2 separate regions of the Sus scrofa genome follow, and region 1 is linked to region 2. The links are chromatin contacts, called in public HiChIP or PLAC-seq maps. All regions are on one chromosome and are shown on one strand. The core of a region is the stretch at or near the end of the contact, and the rest is flanking DNA. Distances in the headings are between cores, read along the strand shown.

Region 1 (5,227 bases), core at 1,331-3,830, 180 kb before region 2:
ATGATCCAGTTCCAAGAAGGAGAGAAACAGTGACATGAAATAGAGTAAATGGGGAGATGGCTTTAGATAGGTGGTCAAAAATGTTTTCATGAAGTGACATTTAAGCTGGTTTTTAAAGGACGAGGAGCCAGTCATGGGAGGAGGTGGAAAAGTGCATTCCTAGCCAAGAGTTAGCAACTGCAAAAGATAGGAAAGAATGCCTATGTCTCTGATGAACAGAAAGACCATCTGCATGAGTCTAGAATGCCAGTCAGGTTGGAGAGTCAACTCAGCAACCATAAACAACCTATTTAAAAGTCAGTAAAGGACTTGAATAGACGTTTCTGCAAAGAAGATATACAAATGGCCAACAAACACGTGAAAAGATGCTCAGTGTCACTGGTAATTAGGGAAATGCAAATCAAAACCACAACCAGATACCACTTCATATCCATTAGGAAGACTACTATCAAAGAAACGTCAGAAAGTGTGAGGATATAAAGAAATTGGAACCTTTATTTACTAACGATAGGAGTGTTAAATGGTGCAACCACTGTGGAAAACAATATGGCAGTTCTTCAGAAACTTAAAAAGAGTTACCATGTGATCCATGTTCCACTTCTGGGTATATACTCAAAATAATTGAAAGGTGGGTCTTGAAGAGCTATCCATACACCCATGTTCATAGCAGTGTATTCACAATAATCCAAAAGGTGGAAACAATCCAAGTGTCTACTGACAGATAAATGGATAAACAAAATGAGGTGTACACATGCAATGGAATACTATTCAACCTTCAAAAGGAAGAGTCTTGACACAAGCTACAACATAGATAAACCTAGAGGACATTATGCTAAATCAAATAAGGCAGTCACAAAAAGACAAATACTGTATGATTCTACTTATGTGAGGTACCTAGTGGAACCTCACTACTGAAATTCATAGAAACAGAAAGCAGAAATGGTGGTTGCCATGAGTTAGAGGGAAGAGAATTGAGAGTTATTGTTTAATGTGTATAGAGTTTCAGTTTTATAAGATAAACAGTTCTGGAGATGGTGATGATGGTTGCACAACAATGTGAATGTACTTCATACTGTGGAGCTATACACTTAAAAATGATTAATAACTTTTATATGTATTTTACCACAATAAAAGGAAAAGAGGTTGGAGAGGTAGGCAGGAGAAGGGAGTTTGGATTTTATACATTCCCTGAATGCTGCAGCTCAGATCTGAAAATCTGGAGTTGGTAGAATCAGCAGTTGCTGAAACCAAATGCTTTTTTTTTTTTTTTTTTGCTAGAGGAAATAAACATGTGAATATAATACGCAGAAGAATGTGGCCATACACCCCACATCACTATTCCTAGGGAGTTGTTCATAGCACCTGCACCACAGAGAGGGCACATCATCATATTAAGTTGAGCTAACTTTATGAAGGAGAAATAACTGCTTTACATTTGGAAAGATGGAGGGATACATACATTTCATGGAGGAGCCTCAGTTCTGTGACACGGGCTTTAGTCAGAAGAGGAAGGGTTGTGGGAGGGGGCAGGAGTTTTCATAAAAAGGGCATTTATGAGTGAGGTGGGCTCTGAGAGAACTGCTGCTCACCAGACATTCTGGGAGTAAGAAACTGCCCGCATCTCCATTTCCAGGACCCAACTAGCCAGCCAGCCAGCCCTGGCCCTCCCACCTGGTGGTCATGGCATTAGGACACATATCAAGCTGGGTTATGTTGTGACCCTGTTATTCTGCTCTCCTAGAAGCTTGGCTGCAGAATCAGAGCATCCTAGGGCAGAGAAGCTTCTCAGAGAAGCCTCTCCTATCAGCCTCAGGCTGGGACAGGCCAGATCTGTAGGTTCATCTTGCTCTGACAGGCTGAGATACCACTGGGCCACTAGATGGCAGCAAAGTACACCAGGAACTGGGGACACGGCAGTGAGGGACAGATTTCATTCTTTCCCAAATGAATCTCCAGTCCCAGGCAGTGGCAAAAGGGAAGATGGGCAGGTTCCTAGGCTTCTGTGGCCATTTCTCATCATTCCACTTTGGTCCTTTCTCTTCTCTCTCCTTTTCTTTCATATCCTAGGGGAAAGGCCTGAGGTGATTCTGAGGCGAACATTCATTCCCAAGGGTTCTGCAGATGTTCTGAGGTTAGGTCATTCAGAAGGCAGAAGTGGCAGGTGTGAAGAACAAGTGTGTGCGTGTGTGTGTGGTGTAGAGGGGCCTAGGGAAGAGTGGAGAGCTCAGCTTCCAACAAGGGCACACAAACTCCAGGCTTTCCCCCTGCTTTGCCCTCACTGTCAATAGCATCTTTTCTTAATTAGGGCACAGAATTACAATAAAGATTTCACTCTTTCTCTTCCCACCTTCATTTAAAGATAAGGGGCTGGACCCCAGAGCAAAGAGGATTCAAATTTAATAAACATATGCTTTGCCTACTGAAAGTGAAGAGAGAGAGGCGTTTAAGCCTCTGAAATGATAATCCAGAGAAACCTGAGTTCATCCTCTGCATGCCTGACCTCCACAGGGCTGAGGAGCACCTGGCGCCCAGCAGGCCCTGCTGGCCAGGCTGCCTTGGCGTTGGCAGGGCTCCTTGCCTTCCTGGAATGTGTTCCTTCTTGTTTGCCACTCAGTACCTGGCCAAGAGCCAACCCTGGGCTGCTCGGAATACCATGCCCCACTCACTTCTCACAGGATCTGAGACAAGGCTCTCTTCCGTTTGAGGAAAGGCCGGGCCCTCACTGCAGACTCATCCCACTGGTACTGAATTCTCTAAGGACATCAGACTCTCCAGTGGCTGAGGGCAAAAGCACTTCAGCAGGACGCAGCTGGCACCCCAGCAAAGCAGAAAGTGGCATATTGACATTTTATCCTTTTGGCAGCCTTCTAAATTGGGACAGAGTGGGCAAAGTGTTACTCACAAGCTGTTCATTAACTTGTTAAAATGCAGAAAGGTTGGCTTGGGCTCCTCTTTGGGAAAATGTGACACCCACTGCTCCTGGATTCACTCTAGCATGAAGGCGTGTTAATGGGTGTAGGATTTCTGATGGAAGTTTTTCTTTGCTGTTGGTTCCAAATACAGGCTAGCCTGAATGCATGCTCTCTCCAGTCAGTAATTACATTTAAAAGATTTATTAAGCACTTTCTATGGACTCCTGAATGTATGCTTCGATAGATACTATGATTCTATCATTTTCTGAGCACCCCACTGGGTACTGGGCCCTATACAGGTGCTTTTTATGCTCCTTTGACTCTCACTACAAGTCAAACAATACAGTACAACAATACAGTTTTCAAACCTTATGCTGTGGGAACGGAGACTGATAGAACAGAAATACAATATGGATCCCTTCAAAGGGTTTTTTGAGGAGACAGGATAGGGGGAATAGCTATGTAACAGTGTAAGACATGTGAGCCCTGATAAGTACAAAAGGGAGTGGTACAGACTGACTCAGTGGCAGAGGGGTGTGCCACATGTGTGGGCTCCAAAAGATGAGTAAGATTTGGATCAGAGGAGAGATGAGGGAGGAACCTCACAGGATGTGTTTGGGGGGTGGGTAACATCAGTAGAAGCATGGTAGTGCAGAGGGAGTATGGTGCTGATGAAACCTTACAAGAAGCAGAGTTCGTCCTGAGGAATGGATACAGAAGTAATCAAAATCCCTCAGGATCTAAATGCCAGGGTGGGAAGGAGACTCCATCTTTCAGGCTGGAGCTCAAGAGTGATGGAAAAATGTGATGGTTTAGGATTGTAGGTTTGGCAGTGGGGCATGAGGTAGAGTAAAAGCCCACCAGAACAGTCTAGATCATGATTTCTCAACCTTAGCACTACTGACGTTTGGACAGCATAACTCTTTGTTAGAGGGGGGCTATCCTGGGCATTGCAGGGTGCTTAGCCACATTCTTGGCCTCTGCCCACCTGATGCCAGTAGCACCTCCCTACCCCACTTGTGACAACCAAAAACATCTCCAGATTTTGCCAGATGTCCCCTGGGGAGCAAAGTTGCCTGTCTAGAAGGCAGGAGGTAAGGGCTTGGGCCTCAGAATGTTGGCAGGTAGTTTCAACCAACTGCATCAATCTATTGATGTTTAAAACAGCTGACAAAAGTCAAAATGCTTTCTTTGCCATAGGAAATTCATCATTAATGCCAAAGAACTTAACGGCCTAGAAAAAAGAGACTTCAGAAGTAGATCATTCTGCATATTAGAAACCTCTAGAGGATACTCCAAAGCTACAGATAATGTTTTCTCAACTCATTAGCAAGAAAGTGGCTGATATCAGGATTTCTCTCTCTACCCCTCACCCTCTAAGTCACATCTTACTTAACGGCCACTTTGAATAAGGAATGCTCCATCTGTCTGCAGGCAGAGAAGCAACTGATCTGTAGTTTTACTAGGTTTGCATTCGCCCTTCAAACACTGAGTTTTTGGCCATTGGTAGAGTGGATAGATAAAGCCTGGCCTTGCGATGAAGAGCTATGTCTCTGTCTAAAGCAGCAATCAGTGAAAATCAGTTAAGACTATTGTAAGAACTTTGGCTTTCATTATGAATGAAATGAGAACAAAAGAGTGAATAATAAACTTTTATTATGTAGGCTTTAAAAGGATCACTGTTAGCTATGAGGGAGGGAAAGGTGGAAGCAGGGAGGTCAGTTAGGAGACTTTCGCGACGATCATGTTGAGAGATGACAGTGGTTCTGATGTAGGTGTTAGAAGCAGAAATGGTGGAGATGGGCAGATTCTGGATATATTCTGATGGTAAAAACAACAGAATTTCCTGTCAAATTAGAGATGGAGGATAACAGAAAAAGTCATAAAGGATGACTCATGTTTTCTGGCTTGACAGGATGGATAGAGTTGCCACCAACTGAGATGGAGAAAGCCATGAGTGGTGTCATTTTTGGAAGGAAGATCAGAAATGTACAAGTTTGGGATGAGTTTTAGATATCCAAGTGGGTATGTTGAGTGGGCAAGAGATATGTGGCTTTGGAATTGAGGAGAGAAGTCTGGGAAATATAAATTTGGGAACTGTCAACACAGGCATGGTATTTAAAAGCATGAAACTGGGTGAGATCACCAAGCAACTGTGTCTGTTGACAGAGGAAAGTATGGAGCACTGAACTCTGTGGCACACTGTCATTAAGAGTTCAGGAAGAAAAGGAGGAACTAGCAAAGGAAACTGATGAGTGCCTGATAAAGGAGGAGGAAACCTGAAAGAGTTTGGTGTTCTGGAAGCCAATTACCAT
Region 2 (4,872 bases), core at 1,849-4,348:
AATAATCTGGAAAAAAAAAAGGCAGCGCACAAATTATCAGGATCAGGAATGAAAGAGGGGATGTCATGATACACTTAAACATTAAAATTGAAGCAGGGGACTACTACTTTTATGGCTACCCTACTGGATGTTTTCTCCAGTCACTCCACGACTGCATGAGTTTGAATAAAATTGTTTTATGAAATGCGAAGAAAAGTAAAAATGAGTTCTAGACTTAGATTATTCTGGAGTATATTTGTGTTATTTGCCATTACCAGTCTGTCAACTTTAAGATTAAATACCATCCTCTTCCTTAACCTTAATTTAATCAGTATGGCAATGTACACAGTTTGCTTTTTGGAAACAAACCTGTTTCTGTGTATGCCACTTGTTTTTGAATATTTGGCCAATGTTACTGTTTATAAGTCACTCATTGCCAGTTTGGAATGGGAGAAAAGGCTAACTATATTGCTTTGTATTTGCAGGCCTCATTAAGCAAACTGATGGAAACACTTGGTCAAGCAGAACCATATTTCGTAAAATGCATTCGCTCTAATGCTGAAAAGGTAAAAATGTCCTGTAAATAGAGCTTCTAGCTCAGCTTACTTCAAACCAAGTTTTAAATTCTTTCTAAGGAGAGTAAATGGAGGGAAAGAGTTACTTATAATCTTTATAAGGAAATCAGAGTTCTATATTTTCTATGGATAATCTTCTTACTTCTGCACTTACCTGCCTATAAAGTATTTATATAGGCTCAATTTAGCATCTTCTAAAATTTAGCATCTCCTACAGAAGCAAAAAACCTCTTGAAATTCTATCATACAGAAGGATTTTATGCAAAATTTGTTACCCCACAACCAGTCTCTCTTGTTTAGGTATAAGCTATCAATCACTTACAGAATTTGCTTGGCCTTTTTTAATGTTTAGAGATTCTTGTCTCTTTAAAATAGGGAAGATACTCTAGATATTCTTGATTCCTTCTTGCTTTATATGGCAGTTCCCCTAGTTAGAGCTTACAAAATATATCTCTTAAGGTGTAAACATTTGTCATCTTTTTGTCCATTATAGGAAAAATGGCTAAAATGTAGTAGGAATTAGGTTCAAAGTTCTTAAGAAGCAAGCTCTGGCTCTCTTAGTTACAAGCTTTGTAACCTTAGGCAAGATACTTAACCTTTCTGTGCCTTAAATATTTTCATCTGTTTTAAGAATATACTGTAATTGTAGGACCAACCTTATAGTGTTTTGTGAGTACGTGTGAGTCAGCATCTATAGTGTTTAGAATGTTCCCAGCCATACTAGCTTTAGGAAAAGTTAGCTATTCTTTTATAGTGACAAAAAGGAAACTGTTTTATTTACATTTAAATGGAAGTTTGAGGAGTTGCCGTCGTGGCGCAGTGGTTAACGAATCCGACTAGGAACCATGAGGTTGCGGGTTCGGTCCCTGCCCTTGCTCAGTGGGTTAACGATCCGGCGTTGCCGTGAGCTGTGGTGTAGGTTGCAGACGCGGCTCGGATCCTGCGTTGCTGTGGCTCTGGTGTAGGCCAGTGGCTACAGCTCCGATTAGACCCCTAGCCTGGGAACCTCCATATGCCGCGGGAGCGGCCCAAAGAAATAGCAAAAAGACAAAAAAAAAAAATAAAAAATAAAAAAATAAATGGAAGTTTGAGTCCCTATTGTTGAGAACTTGCTAAACAAAGAGTTCAATTAATGAAGTATTTAAGGGCACAGAGTAAGTACTAAATGAATGTTAACTGCTGTTATTATTTAATATAACTTGCCCACTTAATTTTTTTTTTTTTCTTGACAGCTAATATACCCCATCTCTCCGTAGGAAAATGTCTGGGGTTGTCTTAGTGGATAATTGAAAATGATGTTTAGAGAATAGAGAGAAATATCAGAAGCTCAAAATACATCCTTTTTTGAAAGTCTAAAAGCATGCCTCTAAGATACCTGGGATTGACAGAGTGTTGTAACTGGTGATGAGTGAATACCTTCCATGAGCCCCTTCTCTGTCAATGTCAATGCAATGAGAGATCAATTCTCAAGGACTGTAGGAATTTTTTGTTTTTCATTGCGTCATACCAGTATCATCAGCAAAAACTAGGGAAATAAGCTCGTCTTAATCTTATGCTAATCATGGAAGAAGAATCTATCAGCTCTCAGTTAACTGAAAGAGTGTGGGGAAGGTAGTTTCTGAGTGAGATTATGGATAATTAAAAACAAAAATACAGAAGTCTTGAGTATATATAGGTTAATCTTGTTACAAATTGTTACAGACAGGTTAATCTTGTCACATAGTGACTAAACTATGTGGCTTGTGGGCAACTTCATCCTTTTGACCTTTAAAGGTCCTCTGCTTCTGCAACTAGAGAATCTGGAAGATGGGTGCCTCCTTTTTCCCTAGAGTCAAAGCTACCTTTGGGGAGGTAAGATTGTCCTGTTGCCTCTAATGCGTCTTAACCAGACAACCTCCAGTCAGTTCTTAGAAATTCACAACTTAACTATTTATGACAAACATTAATTTGGAGATCTGTTCTTCTGGGTTGATCTTTTTTCCATTTGCTTTGTTTTAGTTGCCATTAAGGTTCAATGATGCCTTGGTACTTAGACAGCTTCGGTACACTGGGATGCTGGAGACAGTTCGAATTCGCCAGTCAGGCTACAGCTGCAAATACTCTTTCCAGGTTATGCTTTAGTGATATTTAAATATATGTGTACATCAAGTAAATTATTCCTATGTCTTTTTTTTTTTTTTTAAATTTGGGGCTCACTTGTTTGTTTCTCTTTATTCTTCCTTTCCATTCCATCTTTTGTATGCAGAATTAAAGAGGGATAGAGAATACTCATTTCCATTGAGTGGCAGCAATCTCATACAGCTTGTGTTGTAATAGAATCCACTACTTGTCTATTCTCATTTAATCTGAACTGTTTGCTAATATAAATTTACTGATAACATAGCAGTTCTTCACAGTGATTATTCTAATAATTGAAATACTTCAGTTCAAGCTATCTAGTTCAAAAGAAGAATCCTCCTTGGTTTTCCCTAAAGTTTAATCAGCAGAATTTTCTTTCGTTGGAGGCTGCCAGCAAAGCTCATAGCTATTTTTATCTACATATCTACTGCTGCTGTGGGTTTAGAAATTGTTTTGAAACTTTTTAGCAGCTGAGCAGGTCTTTACTGTTGAGGGAAAGCTTCATTCTCAGTCATACCCTGAAATAGCGCCACTTTTGCTTCTTTTTTTGCTAAAAAAATTCAGATTGTGATGAAGTAACTTTTTCTTTGGTCTTTAATACAGCTTTCTCAAAGGGAGAATTAGTTTCTGCTCTTCTTTCATTCTCCTTTGATAACAAAATTTGTAGAAATCACTTATCTCTCTTTTTACTAATTAGCCTTTTATAATATTTTAGATTAACAGGTAATTTCTTGTTTTCATCCTGTTTAAGGAGAAAAGGATTAGTAAAAGGACAATTAACTAGTTTAGAATCTTTTTTACGTTTAATTCTCTTGTGATTTTATAATGGTTTCTTTTCATTTTTCAGGATTTTGTGAGTCATTTCCACGTGCTTCTTTCCCGAAATATTATTCCATCCAAATTTAACATTCAGGATTTCTTCAGGAAAATAAATCTTAATCCAGATAATTATCAAGTTGGAAAATCCATGGTAAATATATATAATCCCTGTCAAAATTGAGTGCATTTTTTACTTTAAGTAATAATGGCAGTCTTTGCCTAGGAGAATGTTTATAAGAATGATAGTGTAACAGATATCATAAGGGCATTGATTAGGCCAAGATTTTTACTTAATAATATAGTCAGTATTAGTAAAAAGAGTTTACAGCCAATGCTCTAGTTCTGCCTATAATTTTAACTGCCTAAAAATCATCTTTCCCTTATATTCTAACATAATTTTTTTACTCAATTTCCCCAAAATAACCTTATTCAGATTCCCCTACTATCTTTAATTCATCAACTACTCTTTTTCTCTGTCACCTTTCTTCTAGTTTCTTAGGCTAGAAACCATAATCATATTTGGCTTATCTTCACTTTAATCATTTTACAAAGTTCTGTTTCTCTTTTTTTTCCTTATAAATGATTCTTACATCTCTCCCTTTTTCTCTTTTCCTACTCTTTACATTTTAGTTCTGTTTCTTAGCTCTCACACATTTCTCTTAAAGTAAATAGATCCATCATTTGATGTCATTCTGTTTGTCATTCCATTAAACTCGCTCTACCCATAGTATCAAAATCATCTCTCTCTCTTTTTTTTGCTTTTTAGGGCTGCACTTGCAGCATATGGAAGTTCCCAGGCCAAGGGTTGAATCAGAGTTGTAGCTGCTAGCCACAGCCAGAGCAACACTGGAGCCGAGCCATGTCTGTGACCTACACTGCAGATGGTGGCAACACTGGATCCTTAACCTACTGAGTGAGACTAGGGATCGAACCCACATCCTTACAGGGTACTAGTCAGATTATTAACCCACTGAACCACAATGGGAACTCCGAAAATCATCATCTTAATATATATAATTTTTAGATTGGTTTCCTGCACAGTAACAATCCCCTGATAACCTCCTCATTAAATGTAAACATCTTTCTTATTTTCAAGGACCTTCATTTTGTGACTTCACACTATTAATTGTTCTGTTGTCCTCAGTATGTGTCTTTATTCTCATTTCTAACTCCTTGTTTTGCTTAGCTAGGTGTCCTCTGTCTCTTGCCTTTGTTAGCCTACTGTTTTCCTCTTTGGGCATCTACTATCTATCTGTACTTTTAAAAAATGTTTTTTTATTTTTGACCAAAATGGGAGGTGATAGATATGTTAATTAGTATGATTGGAGTAATCATTTCACAATGTTTATACATACATCAAGGAGTTCTGTGGCGGTGCAGC

Evidence for each region. HiChIP or PLAC-seq counts read pairs in DNA pulled down with a chosen protein or histone mark.
Region 1: a contact with region 2 is called in an H3K27ac HiChIP or PLAC-seq map of skeletal muscle, with 6 times the contacts expected there. The contact joins two enhancer-like sites. A contact is called at or near these places in 1 of 47 Hi-C or Micro-C datasets (embryonic fibroblasts) and 1 of 2 datasets of contacts at active chromatin or transcription factors (skeletal muscle).

The regions. Positions count from the first base shown.
Region 1 is chr1:169,630,669-169,635,895 of Sscrofa11.1, reverse strand. No RefSeq gene overlaps it. Among named protein-coding and RNA genes, the nearest start is that of SENP8, 36 kb to the right of the region's middle. Within about 2 kb of position 2,580, at least 24 of the 83 cell types and tissues checked have an H3K27ac peak or open chromatin away from gene starts, as enhancers often do. A contact at or near this core is called in skeletal muscle, where this site is marked.
Region 2 is chr1:169,449,352-169,454,223 of Sscrofa11.1, reverse strand. MYO9A (unconventional myosin-IXa) reads left to right here. Exons shown (of 44, transcript XM_021100912.1): 20 at 465-545; 21 at 2,553-2,663; 22 at 3,520-3,642. Among named protein-coding and RNA genes, the nearest start is that of NR2E3, 93 kb to the right of the region's middle. Within about 2 kb of position 3,098, at least 3 of the 83 cell types and tissues checked have an H3K27ac peak or open chromatin away from gene starts, as enhancers often do. A contact at or near this core is called in skeletal muscle, where this site is marked.